Regions from separate parts of the Columba livia genome. Here region 2 is linked to region 1. Evidence: chromatin contacts called from public Hi-C data. All regions are on one chromosome and are shown on one strand. Each heading gives the region's core, a stretch centred on a gene start, on an enhancer-like site or on the middle of the called end of the contact. The rest is flanking DNA. Distances are from core to core; before and after follow the strand shown. Region 1 holds the start of STK10 (serine/threonine kinase 10). Region 2 overlaps SH3PXD2B (SH3 and PX domains 2B).

Region 1 (4,010 bases), core at 566-3,065:
TGAGATTAAAAAGATGAAATTCCACCAGTAGTTGCTCTGATTCTGCTCTGTTCTTACTCCAGTATTGACAGATCTACGCAGGGTATCAGATCAGCTCCAAAACCCACGAAGTTAGGTGAAAAAAAGAGTGCTCAGTTATTTTCAGCTTCTTTCTGTCTCTGGGATATACTTGGGTTGCATTTTCAGCTTGTTTTTCCTACAACTCAGTGGGGCGAAGGGAAGAAGCAGGGGAACATGTAACTTTCTTCAAAAAAGGCAGCTGAAATTCATGTACAACCACAAATCGAACAGAGTTTTGCATAGTATTTCAAGCATTAGTATCGGGAAATTCCCAATAGAAATGTGTAGGCTGATCATATCAGCATAAAACCACTTTTTTCTTAATGGCAAAGACAAGAAGAGGCGACGACCAGCCCCGGTGCTCTGGGGTCTGCTATACCAGGGAATTAATGAGAGATCACCAAGCCCAGATGTTCTCAAAAGCAAAAGCCTGTGCTGAGTTTCGCCTGCATCACACATCGGATGGAGTGAGCCAATTCATCTGTGCCCTCGGCTTCATTAACTGTACGTGTTAACGGGGCAAAATCCACGCACGGGTGTGAGCAGTGGTGGCATCACTGATGTCTGCCCGGACAACCGTTTACCACTAAGTCCGGTGTTAACACCAGAGATATTGTCAAGCACGGCTGCACCGTCGGGTGTTTCCCCTAGATGTCCCCATTTAATACTTGATTTCAAGTTGGTTTTTCAGAGGATCTGAAGTTGTGCCAGGGACGAGGATGCGGAACCTTCACACTTGACACCAGTTGGGTCACATCTTCTCTAAACCAAATTCATGGCGGGTGCCCGTGGTGCTAATACACTCGAATTCCTGCTACTGGGAGTTTTTCAAATGTTTGTGTTTGGCTATTTTCGCATGAGATGAACTGGGGGAAGAAGGAAATGTCCCTCAGTTGCCAAGGGAGTTGAGGGTTGTGTTTTTACATGTGGAGATGTGTTTCTTTGCTCGGCCCCCAGCAGCGCAGCTGTACAGATGCTGTTCACTCACCACGCTCCATACACTGGGCTGAGCGGGCAGGAACATGACAGCAGCTGCTGAGGAGTTTCAGACCTTTCCTACCAGGTCTCCAGTGTTATTTGTATTTGGCATTATCCCCGGATGGTCTGGCCTCTTTCTTGCTGTGCTGGGGGCACGGGTGATGGGGAGGAAAGTGACTCATCATAAGAAAAAGATGAGGTACTAGAGAGAGCGCAGAGATGACAAAGCTGGTGAGGAGTCTGGAGCACAAGTGTGATGGGAGCGGCTGAGGGACCTGGGGGGTTCAGCTGGAGAACAGGAGCTGAGGGGAGACCTTCTGATCTCTGAACTGCCTGAAGGGAGGTTGGAGCATGGAGGGGGTTGGTCTCTTCCCTCAAGTAGCAAGTAATAGGACAAGAGGAAATGGCTTCAAGTGGCACCAGCGGATGTTCAGATTCTTCACCAGACAGGGCTGTCACACATTGGAACAGGCTGCCCAGAGCAGTGTCACCATCCCTGGAGGGGTTTAAAAGGCGTTTAGACGAGGTTCTCAGGAACATGGTTTAGTGCCAGAGTGACGTTATGGTTGGACTCGATGATCTTGAGGGTCTCTTCCAACTGAAATGATTCTATGACTCTATGACTCCCCGCCAGGGACATGACTTGCCAGCGGGGCCGAACTGAGCCGGGCCGTGCCAGACCACGCCGAGCCGAGCCGAGCCGAGCCGAGCCGTGCCCACCCGTGCCCACCCGCGCCGGGGGGCGGGCGGAGCGCGGCCGGCGGCCAATGGCGCGGGGCGGGGGCCAGGCCGGCAGGTGGAGCGGCGCCGGCTCCATGTGCGCGGCTGGAGGCGACCCCGCTCCCGCCCCGCCGCTCCCCGGGCGCAGCGGCTCCGTCCTCCCCCGGGGCCGGGCGCGGGAGGCGGCTCCGCTCGCTCCCCAGCCGCCGCCGGGCAGCCCCGCACCGCTCCGCAATGGCTTTCGCTAATTTCCGCCGCATCCTGCGCCTCTCCACCTTCGAGAAGCGGCGGTCCAAGGAGTACGAGCACGTCCGCCGGGATCTGGACCCCGGCGAGGTGTGGGAGGTGGTGGGGGAGCTGGGAGACGGCGCCTTCGGCAAAGTCTACAAGGTGGGTCCGAGCTGGGGAGGGGGGCGAAGCACCTGCGGCCCCGCGGGGGTGGCGGTGCCTCCTCCCGCGGGCCGGGGGCCCGTTGGCAGCGGCGGGATCCCCGCTCGCTGAGCAAACCGGGCAGCGGGGAGTAAAACCCATGTGGGACCCGGGGCCGGCTCCGCGCATCCCGCACGCTGGGACGGCGGGGGGCAAAGGCAGCGAGTCGTCCGGGGGTGCGGGAGGGCAACGCTTAGCTTGGGGCAGGCGAAAGGCGAGAGACAACCTTTCCTTTTCGTTTCTTTTTCCGCTTTTCCCCTTATATCGCCTGTTTTCAGAGCGATGCTTTTGTAAGGCGACGAGGTGTTCCTTGCCAAGCTTGTCGGTGCAATGAATGGAGGGAGATTTCTTGGAAGTCAGCAGTCTCGGGGCTGCCTCCAAGTTTTGCGAGCCTCCGGGGGTGACATTATTTGTATTCCTGTGGTCCTCGCCGGCAGGAAACTCAGAGCGAGAAGAGGAGCCCATCTCCTTGAGAGTGGGGACACGTCCAGCGCTATTAATGTTTAACTTGATGTTAGAGGATGGAGGTTTTAAACGCCAAAGACTCGCTGTACTTTGCACTCTGAAGCAACGGCGTTCTCGTTGATACTGTCTCCGAAACACTGCGGTGCAGCAGCTGGTGGAGGAGACTTGTGTTTGGGGCTGGCTGGAGGAGCAGGTTGGGGGTGCAGCCCCTCTGGGACACCCCCATCACCTGCATCATTGAGGACTGGGGCTGTGAATTAGCTGTTGGGCAGCTGGTTTTTGATGGTCTCATTTAAGAAGGCATTGCCTCTTCAGAATTAAGACATAAGTAGTAACTAAAGAGAAGGCCAGGAAGGGAGCTGGTTGGTTGCGGGTCAGGACAGAGGTGTTTTACCACGGTGTCCTGGGGTTTGTTGTATTTACTTGTCTCTATCATGTTATTTGATAGAAAATCTCTAAGAAACTGGCCATAAGTATCCCTGAAGTGGAACTCTGTGGCGAAGGATCCTACCACCTAATAAAATGCAATTCCTAAGGATCGTATTTAAATCCCTAATACATTTATCCTTCCAAAAGTAGCACCAGTGGTGATCAGTGCTTCTGTTACCAGTTTACTTGGTGGTGTGCATTGGAAACCCATTCGTGTGTAGCAACGTTCACTCTTCTGCTCGATAGTTATTTGCTTATATTTGCTTAAGTTTCCCATGCAATGACAGGAACGAAGTAAACATTGTAAAATAAGTTAATAGGCTTCTGAGACAAATAAAAACTTAGAAAGGATTGAAATCAGTTATTCTTTTATTTTAGACATGTATAATGTATGCAAAGCAGGCAACTTTCAGAATAAAGCTACTTTATAAGTGGCTGGTTTGGTTTTTATGTCTGTTATCATACCTGAATGCCTCTGCTATTAACTCCAGCCTCACACCAATAACAAAATTATCAGAGTAACTCTAAGTACTGTGGGCTAAGGATGTCAAGGAATAACATCTTCCTATCGCCAACTACCTCCATCTTCTTTGATCCCAAAGACAATGTGCGTTATAGTAAACGACACAGCGAGGGCTATGTGTTTATAAACAGAAGTTCACTCCATCTATAACTAGTACATTCAGGCAGCTGTCTGTTTTTGAGATGTTTTAACACGATTGACTGGGGGCGGGGGTTAACACCGTGGCAGAAATCACAAGGCTATTCTATTCTTCTTAGTAAAGTTTTAGTTCTCCACGTGCTCTGCCTGTTCTCCATCCTGGTTGGTGACCAGACGCGGTTGATTTTTGAAGAGTTCTTGTGCAAGATGTTGTTTGGTTGTTTCAGAATCCCAAATTATCCTGGTGCCACACACCATGAAGCCCCGA
Region 2 (4,060 bases), core at 581-3,080, 100 kb after region 1:
CATCAGCGGGTGAAAGATTTCTGTTTGGTCCAAAGCGCCAGAAGAGGATGCTGGAGAGAAGCATGTTTCCATCATTGCAACGGGGAGCAAATCTACTCCTTTCCCTTGTTTCCATAAATGAGAAGTGCAAACTCGTAGCCAGTGTCTTCCAGAAGCAAGTCTCTTCTCCTCCTGCTTCCCCATAGCTTTTTGTGCGCTTGCCTTTCTTTGTCGTTGGGCTGTGCCAGGAGCAGAAGTTTTCTTTGTCACCCTTGTGTGGTGTTTGGGGGGTAATAGGGACGTGAAGTTGTGGGCCAGATGACAGGGGATTTAATAGATAAAGGGGAGGCTCGCATTCCTGATGGAGTAGCTGCCCCTTCTAGGAAGCCATTCCAGGAGCTTTTGCTGGTAAACTAGAGATCCCTGAGTTGATGGATGTTGGTTTGGATAAGGACGCTTGTGGCTTTTGAGCCACGTCCTGCTATCCAGACAAATGGCAGCTTGTATAATGACTTGTTTGTTTTGCAGTTCTCCTCGTCCCTACATGCAGATGCACCAGGAGCCTGGGCCAGATCTCAGCTCCAAAGTAGTGATCTCCCTCCCTCTTGACTGATAGCTGTCTTTCCTGGGTGACAGCAGGTTAGAAGCATCACAGGGCTTGAAGCCAATCTCCAAAAATACACTTTGTGCCAGCGCAAGATCTTTACGTGGACAGTGTATTTGATTTTCTGCGCTAACGGGGAAGCTTTCTGAAACCAAAGGTTCAGCTTGGGCGACTCCCCAGTGGTGAAACACAGGGGTAGCACCGGCACTGCCGTGCGGGGGACAGGGGCTCCATTCAGCGCTCGGTGGAGCATTTGCGAACCATCAGTTCTCCCAAACAAGAACTCTGTTGTACCCCAGTTCTCAGTATGTCTCATCTGCATAAACTTTGCTAAAACCTCTAACATCTCCAAGCTCGCTGAATACTTAGAAGATAAACTACCTCCTCATAGCTATTTTGAAGGCATTACTGTATTACAGAAGGATATTTTTTTACAAGAGCAAAGTTTTTTTGTGTGGGAGGTGTTTTCTTGGAATGGTGACCTCAGATCCATCTCATCTTGTGTGTTGATTGTGGCTCCTGTGTGGCTGGCTCTGCAGCTGCTGGACTTGTCTTCCTTTTGCTGGTGCTTCACTGTCCCTCTCTTGCTTCATGTAAGTCCATTAAGACTTTCAGTGTCCACAGTATCCTACAGTGAGGAGTTCAACAGCTCACCTACATGTTGCTGAAGAACAGCCAGTCTCTGTTTGTTCTCTTAGCTTTGCCTCAAGCCCTTGTCACAGGCTTGTTCTCCCATCTCCTTCCCATCACTGCATCCAGAGGGATGCTGTCTGATACACTAGAGAAGATGCTTGAGAAACCTGATTCTCTTTTCCTAAAAGAAAAAGTTCCGTGGGGAGTGTTAATTAGTGCTAGGAGTTCTCCATGTGTAAGAGTTTCCTTTCAGGATTGCACTGGGTTATTGAAGGATGGTGAACTGAGGCCGCTGCACCTTGAGACTGTGCTCTAAGTGACACTCTGGTCACACAGGAGCTTTTATCTTCAGTGTTGCTGACCAGGAGCTGGGAAAGTCCTGAGAAGCAGCTGGAGAACGGGTCCTGGGTTTTACCGCCTGGGAAGCTTTGTGGGGCTGGTTGGCGGCACGCAGTCACAGCTGTGGATCGGTGCTTTGTAACTGTGCTGTGACTGCCTGGTTCATGTGCACGGCCTGGCCGTTGCAGAGGTGGGAGCTAAATGAGTTTCACAGTGGAAGGCAGAGTGGCCTTTTCTTCTTCTCCTCCTCTGGAGCCACCGGTTTCCAGGAGGCTGTGCATGCAGGCTCTGCTGCGTGCTTTTCTCTGCTCCATGGGGAATGGAGGAGGAGGAGATGCTGCCGGGAGTTTATTGCTGTTTCCTGTCTTGTCTGAGCTCTCGTCCCCTCTGAGGCAGTGGGCTGGTGCAGCTGGTCTTCAGACCTGCAGCTCTTTGTGTCTGTGCCAGCAGCAAAGTGAAATTGCAGGTCTTTCCTTGCCCCCTCACTCAGACCGAGGAGCGGTGAAAGGAAACAGGAGGATGAGTTACAGTAATGGGTTTAGCAGATGGCAGGGGGAAAAGAACAGTTATTTCCATCAGCACCCTCCTGTCAGCACGAGGGTGCCATGCCCAGCTTGCTCATCTGGCCTTGCTTCACCTCACTTCCCCACCGCACCGCTGAGCGGGGGTAAATTGGATGGGGCATATTGATAAATTCTGATTTAGCTCAGCTGTGCAGTCTCTGCTTAGAAATGTCTTTGGGTTGTTCTGTCTAGTAGATTCCTTCATTGTTCTCTGCATCTGGGAGATGGTGTTCAGGTCTTTGCACAGTGCTGTGGTTTCTGAACTTAACAGATAGTCCCCAGTTTCTAGATAACAATGTCCCATTTGTTTCTAGTCCATCTTTCTTGCATTTTATTTAATTTTATTGATAACTGCGTGGATGAGTACCACAGGTTTAAGGTGCAAAGAGAGGGAGGCACCAGGAGGTTCAGGCATTAGGAACAGAATGTGTTGCCAGGGTGGTGGGCAGAGTCACCCATCGCTCCAGGGGAATACAATGTCTGCAGTCATTATGGTCTGAAAACACAGATAAGCTTGAAAGAGAACAAAGAGCAGCCCAGCTCTGGCTGGCTTTCTTGCCGAGCATGGAGGGATTTCTTTACTTGGCCTGAAAACAAAGCTGGGAGAGGGGAAAGGGAAAGGTTGTTTTGCCAGTGGACTTGATAAGCAGATGAAGGGGCTCCTGAGGTCCATCTGGGCTGATCCAAGTAGCAGCCAGCAGCTCTGCAGCCTCAGGAAAGTCCCCTTACCGTGAGGTGAATGTTTTGCTCCTTGGAAGCTCCAGAGCCTGCTTTGTGCTTGTTATTCTTGCTGGAGGTGACAAGGATCAATGCGTATCTTCTGGCACCAGAATATTTCATCTTGGCCAGTTGGTCTTGATCTGTCATGTGTGTGAGCATGAGGAGCGGGCAAAGCTCCTCGGGAAGTGACCATGGCACAGGTTTCCACCACCCTGTGCTGCAGCAGCGTTGCAAGGCCACAGTGGAGCATTACGTTAAAGTGTTGAGAGCCCTTTTGCGACAACATGGGCCGCTGTGGTTGGGCTGGGAATGGGTTTGGTGCATTTGTTTGGTTTTCAGGCCATTTGGTTGTCTTGGTTTGTTACCCATGATTTTTTGAAGCTTGTCTTGGCCGTATTTTCTTTGGTTTGGTGCTTGGTTTTGGATCATGAAATGCCCCACATTTCATTGTGCCTGAAGAAGGTTGGGTTTATGCCGTGGGTTTGAGGCTGTTCAGCCACCCTATTTCTTGGGAAAATTCATGTAAGAGAAGGGACCCAGGACCTGTGTTTTCTAACCCATCTCATCAGCAGTGTGGCCAGTGCTGGCCATAGTGGGAGGACTTTGGCTGGAGCTACCTCATTGCCTCCTTGTAACCACCAATAGCTCCTGCTTGCTCTGTGCTGGTGGCACTTTTTCTACTGCACAGCCCTGGTGTTCGTCCTCTCTACAACACCTTCATGACTTGTTTAGTTTTGGGGTTTGCCCCTTCCCCAGCCACTCCCCATCCTTGGCCATGAGAGAGGTGCAGGGCACAGAGGAACTTCAGTATTTCCCTCTTTGACTGTCTATGAAGTGGTGCCCACTTCTGTGGGATCTGTCGTCCATGCTGGGAGCAGTTTTGGGGGTTTGGGCTTCCCCTGCTCCTGGCTCTGCTGCCAGATCATCTCAATTTGCCTGCCTTTGCCAAGTGACATGGTGGGAGTCATGGCTGTCAGACCAAGGCACCAAGGAGGCCAGGCCGGGAACCAAGCCTCACCCCAGGAAAGATGAAAGCATTAAGTTACTAAATGAGGGGAGAAACAGGCTGTTTGAAAGGCGGGTGATGGCCCATGTCACCTGTGGGGAGGTTAGCTGGTTGAGGGAGGTCAGCGGCCCCACTAGGGCCATCATTGCTATGCTCTTCTGGGTGGATTTGTCACTTGGCCAACAACCCAACTGCTCCATCCCTTTGCTGACGCTC

What was found. Hi-C and Micro-C count contacts between places; a contact is called where the count stands out from the background.
Region 2: a contact with region 1 is called in a Hi-C map of liver, with 3 times the contacts expected there. The contact joins the enhancer-like site here to the promoter of STK10 in region 1. A contact is called at or near these places in 2 of 2 Hi-C or Micro-C datasets (crop and liver).

What each region holds. Positions count from the first base shown.
Region 1 is chr14:2,391,240-2,395,249 of bColLiv1.pat.W.v2, forward strand. It overlaps STK10 (serine/threonine kinase 10), which reads left to right and starts at 1,816. Exons shown (of 19, transcript XM_065029509.1): 1 at 1,816-2,148. The coding sequence starts at 1,993.
Region 2 is chr14:2,492,756-2,496,815 of bColLiv1.pat.W.v2, forward strand. The region is part of intron 5 of SH3PXD2B (SH3 and PX domains 2B); the gene reads left to right. Among named protein-coding and RNA genes, the nearest start is that of SH3PXD2B, 53 kb to the left of the region's middle. Within about 2 kb of position 1,831, at least 1 of the 3 cell types and tissues checked has an H3K27ac peak away from gene starts, as active enhancers do.